Regions from separate parts of the Zea mays genome. Here all the other regions are linked to region 2. A link is a contact called in public Hi-C data. All regions are on one chromosome and are shown on one strand. The core of a region is the stretch at or near the end of the contact, and the rest is flanking DNA. Distances in the headings are between cores, read along the strand shown.

The links. A called contact is a pair of places that touch in the nucleus more often than the background predicts.
Region 1: a Hi-C map of endosperm shows a contact between it and region 2, with 6 times the contacts expected there. The contact joins the promoter of LOC100274598 here to the promoter of LOC100283035 in region 2. A contact is called at or near these places in 5 of 25 Hi-C or Micro-C datasets (bundle sheath, endosperm, leaf and 2 more).
Region 3: a contact with region 2 is called in a Hi-C map of endosperm, with 4 times the contacts expected there. The contact joins the promoter of LOC100272710 here to the promoter of LOC100283035 in region 2. A contact is called at or near these places in 2 of 25 Hi-C or Micro-C datasets (bundle sheath and endosperm).

The regions. Positions count from the first base shown.
Region 1 is chr8:70,201,138-70,204,937 of Zm-B73-REFERENCE-NAM-5.0, forward strand. LOC100274598 (putative DUF1421 domain family protein) reads left to right here and starts at 2,490. Exons shown (of 3, transcript NM_001148950.1): 1 at 2,490-2,796; 2 at 3,327-3,602. The coding sequence starts at 2,695. It overlaps LOC542667 (CMP-KDO synthetase 1), which reads right to left and starts at 1,016. Exons shown (of 8, transcript NM_001112187.1): 1 at 714-1,016; 2 at 162-207; 3 at 1-77. The coding sequence starts at 956.
Region 2 is chr8:70,850,825-70,854,976 of Zm-B73-REFERENCE-NAM-5.0, forward strand. LOC100283035 reads left to right here and starts at 1,322. Exons shown (of 1, transcript NM_001155937.2): 1 at 1,322-3,005. The coding sequence starts at 1,489. The coding sequence ends at 2,337.
Region 3 is chr8:71,472,918-71,477,353 of Zm-B73-REFERENCE-NAM-5.0, forward strand. LOC100272710 (Ras-related protein RABA1f) reads right to left here and starts at 1,679. Exons shown (of 2, transcript NM_001147163.1): 1 at 1,306-1,679; 2 at 1-608. The coding sequence starts at 1,523. The coding sequence ends at 176.

The DNA.
Region 1 (3,800 bases), core at 1,240-3,739, 650 kb before region 2:
AGATGCTGATGTCATTATAACATCAGCTCCAAATCCTCGACAGCATTCTGCAATTCTCTCATCATCCGTTGCCACAACTGGGGGGGAGGCAGTGAGGCACAAGTGTGGACATGATTAACAAATGAAACCAATCAATAATTACTATTAGCCATCTTGCTTACCAACATGGTCCAACGAAGAAGCTAGCATAACTCTTTCCCATGTTCTCTGTAAGAGGAGATACACAAATTTTTAACTGGACGCGAAAACAAGAAGTAAAAAATATAAAACAAATCAGAAAAGGCAACGATACACTTTCATCGGTTCTGTATTCAGTATAAAAAGGTTAAAGTTGTCAGCACAAGGTGCAGTAGGTATTATACACATTGCCGGATTAATCGCAGACAAGAAACTAGAACCGGCCAAGACCGACAGCTATACCATTTTCCTTGTCCAAACCCCATCAAATCGAAATTCATTGAACTCAAGCCAGACTTTTTTTTATTGCTGAACACTCATTGAACTGTGAGGAATCAAGTCTGGATGACATAACGGCTCACAACATTTCGGTAAGCAACAGAACAGCTACTGTGCAGTTCAGTCTACACGGAAACAGCACAATTGGATTCGACCTCCCCTCGCAGTCCTAACCGCGAGTTGCAGGTACGATCCCCCACCCACCTCGCTCTCTCTGAAAGATGTGACGAGTCCAAGTCAGCAAGAAGGAGACGGACCTGGATCATGGGCTTGCCGAGGATGGGAACGAGCGGCTTGCCCTCGAAGCGCGTGGAGGCGAAGCGCGCGGGTATGATCCCCACCGCGCGGCTGCGGAACCCGGTCGGCCGCCGGTACAGGTACGCAACGGCAGCGGCCGCGGCCGCCGCGCCGAGCGCTAGCCCGTGGAGCACCCAGACGCGGGCGCCCAAGCCCGACGAGGCCGAGGCCGAGGAGTCGGACGACGGCGCGCAGATCGGCATCCCGGCGTCCGCGCCGGGCACGGCCCCCCTCCCCCTAGATCCGCGCGGCGAGCACTGACAGACAATGACACAGTTTCAGTTGAGGAGTCGCGCCGACCGAATCGGAATACGACGAGGTTGTCGTGGACCGTGGTGCGACGTCAAACAGGCCGTAGCCCACTCCCGTGTTGATGGGCCTCAATCGGCGTAGCCCATGTTGGCCATCCATCGTACACCGTCGGCCAACTTCGCTGACTGGACTACCCAGTACCCACCACAAAGTTAACAAGTCGTAAGCCATGGTGGGCTGGTCTGGTGGCCAAGTTGTAATTGTTGAGAGCACAAAGATCGGGTCAGAACCCAAATTTCGTGCATGGATTCGCCTGCTCCCGGTGGGCGGTGGCAGCATGCGGCACTGTGGCCCGCCCCGCCCCGCAACGCCGGCCCGGCGAAAGGGATCACCGGGACGTCGCCAGCCACATCCCACGCCCCCGCGCCGCGCAGCACAGACCACCAGGTTTTTGTGTGGCAGGGCAGGGAGGGGACGTCACCAGCCGGCAGCCAACCCCCGAATCCAAGTCAGCGTGACAGCTCACCTCCAGATTCGCTTCACCCCCGTGCCTATCCGCAGCTCAGAGCTTCGAGCCGAGCCAGTACATTTCGGCTCCGTGGGCACGCTCGCAGCCGCAGCTTTCGGGCGGGAGATCAACGTCCGGGGTTTGGAAAAGGCCGGCCTATGACCAAAAAGAAAAAAAATATGTGTCGCTCTAGATGAAACGTGGACGTGCAGCAGTGTATCTTTAGGCTAGTGCTAGTCCATCCATATATGTATGAGACTCAACCCAAGACCCAAGTTGCCAAGTTGGGTAGGTTTTGGTAAGCAAGATACCATTGACTTGTCGATTGGTCGAGCCAAACCTGCCCGTCTATTTTGAACGCGTCGTCGTCCCTAAAAACAGTGCAGGTCAGATCCACGCAGCAGCTAGCTGCCGGAGTCAAGAACGTAAAACGGTGAACGCTCTAGAAGATCCACACAATTGTAGCCGTCGTCGTAGGCTGGATTATCCTTAACAAACGAGTATACATTTCGGTGTCGCACAAATAATTGCATTCTAGAATAAAGTATGACTGCACGTCTTCCCGAGGATCCAGTTGCACTGGCAGTACGATCTACAGTGTCGCGCGGGATTAGGATTAGGACACGGTGATGGGCGCCGTGTCCACGCAAGTCGTGAAACACGATCGCTGCAAGTCGTGAAACACGCGTGCGGTGCAATAAAACCAGGCGCGTGGCAAGTGGCATTGACCCGCGCGGATCACGAGCGGCTCCACTGCACGGCAACGCGCACGGTCCAGGACCTGACCAACCGCAACGGGCAGGAGGCAGGCGCGCACGCAGGCGCCCTCGCTCGGGTCGCGTCGCGTGACCGCGGCGCCGTGCTTTTCGCTTTCCCCTCAACCACGGCTCCACCGCTCGCGGCGGGACGACTGCACTGCATTGTCGATGCGGGCGCGGAATAAATACGGCGGCCGGCGGGGGTGGGGTGGGGGTGGTGGCTCTTTGCACCGCTTTTTTCGAACGCTACTTTAGCTTTTACTCTTCTTTTCTCTTGGCTTCCGCTCCTCGCCCACGCCTCCTCCTCCAGTCCTCCCTTTCGTCGTCGCTTCCCTCCCCTTCCCGTTCGAATCCTCTGACCACCGCAGAGCCTCCCCCCTGAGGAAACCCTAGCGCAGCCGCCGACCGCCGCCGACCCGTAGCATGGCGTCCCCGGCCCGGCCCGTCGCCGCGTCCGTCTCCGGCGCCTTCGGCCTCTCGCCCGACCCCAAGCGCTGCTCCTTCGACCAGGCGCTCCGGCACAAGGTACGAGCCCGCCCGCCCGCCTTTCGATCTACCCGCGCGAGATCTCCGCGCCTGACGCGTGGGTGCGTTGACAGGAGCGGCCGGTTCGTTCATTGCTCGTTGCCGGGGATGGGGGTGCACCGTGCTGCCTTGTTCTGGTTTGTGCCAACGGTTGCGGGGTTATCGTCTGCGTTGCGTGTGACTGCGGATATGGATCTTCGTTGGCCGCTTTTGAAGCCTAGGGTTTGGGTTCTGCCTTTTCTTTTCCTGGTTATTCTGGCCCGTTGGAGTCAAAGGAGTGGACGAGTTAGCCAGTTGAGGTTTCTCGTTTGTATCGGCCGACTTTTTTATACAAATTCGTGGGGCTCTTGCTACAACTAGGGTAGCATGCCAATTAGGAGATTTTTCCTTAGGCGCCTGATGCAGTGATACGTGAAGTTGTTGTGTTTCTGTTCTCTGTAACTAGACACAGGAGAGATTGTTCATCTTATATGCTGAACTGTTATGTTCATCCTATGTGGTCTAATATGTCTGTTATCCCAATGAATCAGGATTTCCAGGAGAACAGGCTGTTGATGTCATTTGTTAATTTCCATGAGCAAGAGAAGATCTCTAAAGAAATCGTAACACACGCTATAGAAAGCTGCATGAAGAAACAAGCAGATAACCTGTTGAATTCACTGGACGTTATCAGCGGTAGGTTGTCACAGTTGGAGTTATACTGCTATAGACTGGAAAGGTCCATTGGAGAATTACGAAGTGACGTGATGGATTATCATAACGAAGCAAATCTGAACTTCCGGTGCGTTGAAAAGCAAGTGAAAGAGGTATATCATTTTTTGCATTGAAATATCTTAGTACTTTGCTGTTTTTATTTCAGCTCCATTGCATGATGCACTAGGCACTAGCACTACTGTCTGCTGCGAAGTATCATCGCCATTAACCTGAACGCTTTATGTTTGGTTTCAAAATTTTCCGTAACTAGATTCGGTCTCCTGTTTCTTGTAGACTATTATTTAAGTAGC
Region 2 (4,152 bases), core at 72-2,571:
AGAGATTTCCCATGACACCATGTCCAATTGTCCACTGTACTTGGCAGCTTCAGATTTCCTTTTTAGAGTTATTATATTATGTGCTGTCGAGGGCTTGAGAACACCATGTCCAATTGTCCACTGTACTTGGCAGCTTCTGCTTGGCGTGTCGCCGAAGACGAACGGGACTGTCGATTGAGCGGGCCTTGCTGATCGGCGGTCCTTCTCCGGCCGCTGCCGCATCGCCGTCGCCGGTATCTCCCTCGCGCGCCTTCGTCTCTGCCTACTTCCACTCCACCGCTGCTTTCTATGACCGCCCCCCTCGCATTTTCCACGCCGCTGCAGACGCAAATACGCACTGGCGTAGCCACCGCCCACCAATTTCCGCGGCGGTTGGTTCAGGGAAACCCAGCAGATCTGCACAGCAGCGTTCAATAAGATTTTCACTGTAAGAATTCAGACCTCTAGTAAGAATTCAGTGTAATTCAGGAGGGGGCTGCTGTTTGCATCGTATATACACGCCGGACGGGTTTTCAGTGCGCACGTCGTCGTGGCCGCGTTGCGCAGACGCTGTCACTGCATTTACAGCTGTGGTCTGAAGCTGACACGCAGCTTGCATTAGAAGAAGAAAGCAGGGGCGTAGACTGTCGGTGGGATTCGTCTTTGCCCAGTTGCCTCTCAAACACAGCATGATTACCATATTATTCTTTTCTTTTCTTTTTATTATTAGTACAGACAAATCAGCATACGTACATGATGCAGCACTGCATAGCTGTCAAGCAGCCACTTTGTTTGTCTTTCCCCGCGCTAGCTGATGAATATACAGAAACTCCCAGTCCCAGCCGACAGAACTGTCGCGGCCACCATATGCACGGCATACATACAGATGAGAGGCCAGGCCAGGCTGTACACAGATCCAAAGAAACATCTTGCACTGTATCGATGTAGAGAAAGGAAAAACGAAAAAAAGAAGGGAAAAGGAGATATTTGGGGCTCCCTTTTTGCGTTGCAGTTGCAGTGCCATTGCAGGTAGGACATCACTCTCTGGCAAGTTGGCAAGCCTGACTCGACGCCACATGCGGCAGCCCGCAAGTACGTACGTGCAATCGTGCATACGCATACGAGCAGAGTACAGGCACGCCTACCTGTATGGCGCTACCAACGTGCTGTCATGGTAGCTTGCTGAGCTGAAGCTCCGGTCCGGTGGTTGGAGGATCACATCGCGGCGCACGTAAAGAGAGAAGAGCGCTGGTTGGGGTGCCGTGACACCTGACTTGCCACGGTCGCAAAGTTCGCCCTATAAGGGCCAGCCAGGCTCGAACGTGCCGGTGCCGGTGCTCCCCGCGCAAACACGCACGCACACTCTGGACGCGCGCTGGCTGGCTGCAACTGCAAGGCGTCGCCACCAACCGCAGCTATAATAGGTGTATTGAACAGGCAGGCAGAGCAGGGCAGGCAGTGTAGGCTCCATCAGATCCAACGCCACCAGCTAGCAGCAGCAGCAGCAGCATGGCCACCACCAGCACGCCTCGCCTCGCCACCCTCCTGGTGCTCCTGGCGGCGGCGTCACCGCTGCTGAGCGCAGCTCAAAAGGCCGCCCCGAAGGCTCCGGCGGCGGCGAAGGCGGCGCCAGGGCCGGCGGCGTCGTCGTCGTCCGGCGCGGGCGCGGCGGACGCGGCCCCTCCCACAGACGTGAACAAGGCGCTCAAGGACGACCAGTTCAGCGAGTTCAAGCAGCTGCTGCACGACACGCGCGTGGACACGCAGATCAACGCGCAGCTGACGGACAGCTACAACGGGCTGACCATCATGGCGCCCACCAACGCCGCCTTCGACAAGATGAAGGCCGGCGTGCTCAACGGGCTGTCGCCGCAGGACCAGATCCAGCTCGTCCTCTACTGCGTGCTGCCCCGCTTCTACAGCCTCTCCATGCTCGGCACCCTCGACGGCAAGGTCAACACGCAGGGCTCCGGCCACGACGGGCCCTACAGGTACGACATCAAGCGGTCGGGCAACAACGTCAACGTGTCCACGGGCGTCAACTGGATGCTGCTGGGCAGCCCCGTCAGCAAGGACTTCCCGCTCGCCATCTACCCCGTCGACAAGGTGCCGCTCCCCTACGAGCTGTTCGGGCCCAAGCCGCCCACCCCGGCGCCCGCGCCGGCCCCGGCACCCGCCAAGTCCAAGACCAAGAAGAAGAAGAAGGCCGCCGGCATCGCCGAGCCGCCCACGGCCGACGACGACACCTCCGCCTCCGACGACCAGAAGGCGGCCGCCACGCCCGGCGCCGCCGGCAGCTGGGCCGCCGCCGCGCTCTCGGCGCTCGCCGCTGCTGCCCTCGGCGCCGGCCTCTTCTGATGGGGAGAGGGAGGATAGAGTCAGTCACCATCGTTCAGATTTGAGATCACACGGCGCGGCGCTACTGCGGTGGCGATCGATCGCTCCTGCGCCGCGCGCCGTGCATTGCCATACAATGTCGCACGGTCGATACGATCATAGAGTTGGTGTGCCCCATCCATCCATGTACCCATCCATGCATTTGTGGCTTTATTAATTCTTTCTTCCCCTTCCTTTCTCTCCCCTTTTCCTTTCGGCGGATTTCTATTGGTGATTTGTATTTGTAACCTAATGTGATGTACACAAGTAGTGCTTCCTCTTTCACTGGATGGATCTTTGGCCTCCGAGATCTGGACCTGCTTTTGTTTGTTTAATCCGAGCGTACTATACGCTTAACATACTAGCTGGTTGCTTGCTGTAGCCGTGTCGCAGTCGCTTGTGTTCCAAGCATTTTCTTGCAGTGAAAAGAGAACAGGGAAGTGCAGACAGTGCAAGAGATCGGACAGACATGTGTGGTAGCAGTGCGTTGGACACCACACATCTTCCCTTTTGCTGCATCATGTCTTTTGCCTGAAACACGCACATAGCAATAGCAGCAGTTCCCTCCTTTGAGATGGCTGGCTGGGTCTGTCAGCCAGCGAGGTAAACCGTGCTCATCAGCAGAGACGCATTATATTATTGGTGGTTGCAACGTGATCCTGGACCCTTTTGCGCTGCCTCACCACAGTCACGTGCAGCCTACCAACTCTGGATCTGGTAGCCGTGGCCTCCCGTTGTTCTCGCGGTGGATTCAAACCGGCCGGTCGGTGATCAGCAGGGGCATGTGATCCTAGTCATGAGTTCTCGAGAGGGCAGATCTCGTCCGGTGTTTGCAGTGGACCCGTATTGCTCTGTCAGTTAGTCGCCGTACTGAGCATTTGAACCTCCTATTCAAATTGTGTGCCACTCGTACTTGTTTACTTCGTTTGTGCGACTCATAAATGAGTCTATTCGTTCAACCTTGTTAAACTATCGTTGCAATATAACTTTTCTTCATAAACAAGTCCGTTTTACCTCGTTCAACTACCATGATAATCTAGTTTTCCTTCCTAAACTTTCAAAATCGTTCAAATTAGCTTCGTGCTTAGATCCGGAGCGTACAAGTCTACAGGCGTTTAAAAGAAGCGCCAACAACTTAAGCTCAGGTCTGTGTGTGCGTTGTATATTGATCTGTTAGATAAGTAATAGTACTCGTTTACGGTGACGTGGCGTACATATTTATAACAGCCGAGTCCTAGATAAATATAATACTGATTTAAATAAGATTATATTATACTCTTATCTTAGAACCATAACATACTTCCGATTACAATTTCTCTATCTGTACAATACTCTTAACAGTCTCACTCGGTCTTAACCTTATCTAAGTTCAAATTAAGCTTAAAATTCTTTGATGTTCTTACAGATAAAGCTTTAATAAATCCGTTAGCCGCTTGATCCTTTGAATAAACAAAATCGATCTCATTAATTCTTCTAAAAATTCTTTCTCAAATAAAATGATAATCAATTTCTCTATGCTTTGTTCTAGCATGAAACATAGGATTAGATATAAATTCTTTGCTCCAATATTATCACACCACAATGTTGTCGTCTTGTGACAAGAAATGTTAAGCTTACTTAGAAGAATTTGCACTCGCATAACTTTTGATGTAGCATTTGCTATGACGTTTATACTTGAAAGTGCAATCAACCCTAACTGAGGGTTTTGGTGATTTAATGACAAAACAAATAAGGATACTAACAAGTTTGCTCCTAGTGTATGCTCAGAAATTAAAGGAGTTACAACTTTTGTTGAGA
Region 3 (4,436 bases), core at 429-2,928, 620 kb after region 2:
GCTATACCCGCAGGCTGAATTCCTGAATGAATTAAATGTATCAAATGGCAAAAATCAACGAGACAGCTGGTAACACATGAATACAGCTCAAGGACCATGACTGCAAATAACGTCCTGCGCTCTCTACTGCACAAGTAACCAACCAACCCAAGTACATGTCCTACCCCCTTCCAAGCTAAGACGAACAGCAGGCAGACTTCTTCACTGCGGACACATCGTCCTTGCCGCCGACACTGATGGTCTGGCCCCTGGGAGGCGCTGCGGGGTCATCGCCGATGTCGAGGGCCTTCTTGCTCACGACGTGGTAGATCTGGGTGAGCACCTCGGTGAAGGCGCCCTCCACGTTCATCGCCTCCAGGGCCGACGTCTCCATGAAGAAGGCGTTCTCCCTCTCGGCAAAGGCCTTGGCGTCCTCGGTCGGGACAGCCCTGAGGTGGCGCAGGTCCGCCTTGTTCCCAACCAGCATGATCACGATGTTGGCGTCCGTGTGGTCCCTGAGCTCCCTCATCCACCTCTCCACGTTCTCGAAGGTGACGTGCCGCGTGACGTCGTAGACGACGAGCGCCCCTACTGCTCCGCGGTAGTACGCGCTCGTGATAGCACGGTACCTGCAGAAGCATTGACCGACCAAACGATTAGTTAGCTGAGGTGCAGAAAAGAGTTGAACAGCAGAAGCCACATGAACAATGGTACTCCTATATCACACAGCTAGCAGTCAATCACTCTGGATGGACACACAATTCATAAACACAGTGACAATTATAACAATGAGTGGCAATGTTTTAAGTGGCTTTAATCCACGGGCTTCTACTTTTTCTACAGTATTTTTATTTTGTCTCTATAGACCGTTGATCAATCGAACAGTTCAGCACAGGGCTATGGCTATGATTTCTATCCACTACCTCAAGTCCTCAACAACCATAATTTCATATCTAGCGAAACAACCTGACACCTGCACGATCTCAACAGCGTGTTTCTGGTTGCTAGGAATGTGGCAGATTGAAGACGGCACGTGCGATCACGGACGATGTGAATTGAATTGAACGAGCGCAGATTCTTTCCATTTTTTCTTCTAATGGTGATCGAGGCAGTTAATTTGCGTCCATGTGCAATGGACCAGGCCAACAGCAATTAGGTTAAGAGGGGGCACCGACCAAACTAAGCTACAGAAATCCATACTAGGACGCAGACATGGCAGTCGGTAACGAGTGGACTCGATCAGAGATGAGATACCGGGAAATAAAGGGGTCGACGCGCCTCGCAGAGCACAGGTGGATCTGGGGGATGGGGGATTGGGGGTCGTACCTTTCCTGACCGGCGGTGTCCCAGATCTGGGCCTTGACGACCTTGTCGTCGACGTGGATGCTGCGGGTGGCGAACTCGACGCCGATGGTGGACTTGGACTCGAGGCTGAACTCGTTGCGCGTGAAGCGCGAGAGCAGGTTGGACTTGCCGACGCCGGAGTCCCCGATGAGCACCACCTTGAATAGGTAGTCGTAGTCGTCGTCCGCCCGGTACGCCATCGCCACGAGCCGGTCGGGCGGGCACGCGATACGCGTGGTGCGAGAGGCTGGCGGATGCCTGGCCTTGGGCTGGCGGCGGCGGGACGGGCGGTGGATGAGGAGGGCGGCGCAGATGGGAGGGGGGCAGGGGGCAGAGAGCACGCGGACGCGGGTGCGTGTTTTTTTTTTCTTGGATCAATGCTAGAGACGAGTTCATTTTAATACCATGTTTCCAACTGACCTGTATGTCTCGGGTCTAGCACGGCTATCTGGTCCTAAATCCACCTAGGCATTTTTTAAAACCATGTTCTATATTACGGTCTCTAATTATTGTCTAAAACCATTTTCTAAAACTTTGTATGCAGTGCAAAATATTGTGTTGGGGTCTGCTTCATAGCCGAAGGTCCTGTAAAAAAAACACATTCGGAAGATCAGCACAGAAATAACGCCGAAGCTACCTTTCAGGGAACTTCGGCATAACGATATGCCTTGAGATGAAGGGTTGCACCGACTTAAAGATGAAAAGACAGATTGACCCATGATAGTTTGTGTCATGATTGTAATCGATTGTAAAGGGTGTAAATGTAATTTCACACAGGCTGCGCCCTGTGCTTATAAATAGATGAACATTACCCCCGTACTATTCACGCTGATTTGTACTCGCTTGTGCGTTACGTTTGTTCTCATACCTTCTGTCAAGCCGAAGGTACAAATGTAACCTTATGTTATTCTTATTCGTTCATGATTGTATAATAAGAAATATATTATAATGTCATATGATTATCCATGTTATTTTTCATGTTTCATAGGCTTCATCTTTCATTGATATATGCTGTGATGGTGAAGGCACGTCCTTCATAAACTTCGTCCGAAGATCGTTATATCCTTAGGAAAATAATGCTTCGAAGGACAAAGGACATTAACCATTAATCTACTTTTGTGTTGTCTTGTTCTTAGTTCATAGCATTTGAGAACAAGTCCCCAACAACATTGGCGCCCCCTCCGGTGAACTCACTTCCACTTTTGAGCTGATGGCTTCGTTCAGCAACCAAGCCGAAGCATCTTCGGCTACGAAGCTGGTGCTTCCGATAACAGGCGGCTCAGGTTCAGAGCCGGCTAACAAGAAGCAGAAGAAGGAAGCACAGAGAAGGGTACAACATGTTGGGGTGCAGGGACCCTTCATCAAGTCAAAATGGTCCCACATCCCAATCACCTTCTCCCAAGAGGACCTTCAGCTCAAAGATTACCCCCATAATGATGCTATGGTCATATCTTGTGTCATCAAGGGTTTTCTGGTCCATAATGTTCTGGTTGATACAGACAGTGCAGCGGATATCATATTTGCCAAAGCCTTCAGACAGATGCAAGAACCAGAGGATAAGATTCATGATGCTACACATCCTCTATGTGGCTTCGGAGGAAGGCAAATTGCAGCGCTTGGCAAAATCACAATGCCAGTAACCTTCGGCTTTGTTCGTAACACAAGGACTGAGCAGGTTATCTTTGACATTGTCGACATGGAGTACCCCTATAATGCAATCATTGGTCGAGGCACACTTAATGCTTTCGAAGCAATACTTTATCCAGCATATCTGTGCATGAAGATACCTTCGGAACAAGGGCCCATTGCTGTTCATGGGAGTCAAGAAGCTGCCAGAAAGGCCGAAGGAAACTGGACAGATTCAAAGGCAATCCATAATATAGATGGAGTCGAAGCTTGTGAGCAGTACAGATACAAGAGAGAAAAGGCTGCTTCGGCAGATCAGCCGAAGCCCATGCTTCTATGTGAAGATATAGCAGAACAAAAGGTACTACTGGGGTCTCAGTTATCTGAAGAGCAGGAGAAGAATTTGCTAAGATTTCTATTCAACAACAAAGATGTTTTCACTTCGTCAGCCAATTATCTTTGCGGTGTCAACAGAGATGTTATTGAGCATTCACTCAATGTGGATCCATCTTTTCGGCCAAGAAAACAAAGGCTTCGGAAAATGTCTGACGACAAAGCTGAAGGTGCTCGGAACGAAGTGAAGAGGCTTCTTAGTGCTGGCGTTATCAGAGAGGTGAAATACCCAGAGTGGCTAGCCAACACTGTTATGGTGAAGAAGGCCAACGGTAAATGGAGAATGCGCATTGATTTTACAGATCTTAACAAGGCTTGTCCAAAGGATGAGTTCCCATTGTCAAGAATAGATTCTCTAGTAGATGCAGCAGCTTCGTCAGAGCTCATGAGTCTACTAGATTGTTACTCAGGCTACCACCAAATCTGGATAAAGAAGGAAGACGAGCCGAAGACTAGCTTTATAACCCCCAGTGACACATATTGCTATCTTCGGATGCCTGAGGGGCTTAAAAATGCCGGAGGAAGCTTCAGCAGAATGATAGCCAGAGTCCTTCATTCTCAAATAGGCAGAAATGTGCTGACCTATGTCGATGATATCATAGTTAAAATCATGAAGCAAGAAAATCACATTGCTGATTTGCAAGAGACATTTGCCAATTTCAGGCAAGCTGGTTTGAAGTTAAATCCAGAAAAATGTGTTTTTGGGGTAAAGAAGGGCAAGTTCCTTGGTTGTCTAGTATCAACGAAGGGAATTGAAGCTAACCCAAGCAAGATTGAAGCTATCCTTCGGATGGAACCGTCAAGTACAAAGAAAGGGGCTCAACGGCTGGCAGGTAGACTAGCATCATTAAACAGATTCATATCCAGATCAGCAGAAAGAAATTTGTCCTTCTTTGAAATACTGAAGTCAGCCGAAGTCTTTCAATGGGGCCTGGCTCAGCAAAAAGCCTTCGAAGAGTTGAAGCAATATTTGATTGATTTAACAACATTAACCCCACCTTCACCAGGGCTCCATTGCTCTTATATGTTGCGGCTTCGCATTCTGCAGTGAGTGCGGCACTTGTACAGGAGAAGCTAGATGGCCAAGCCAAAAA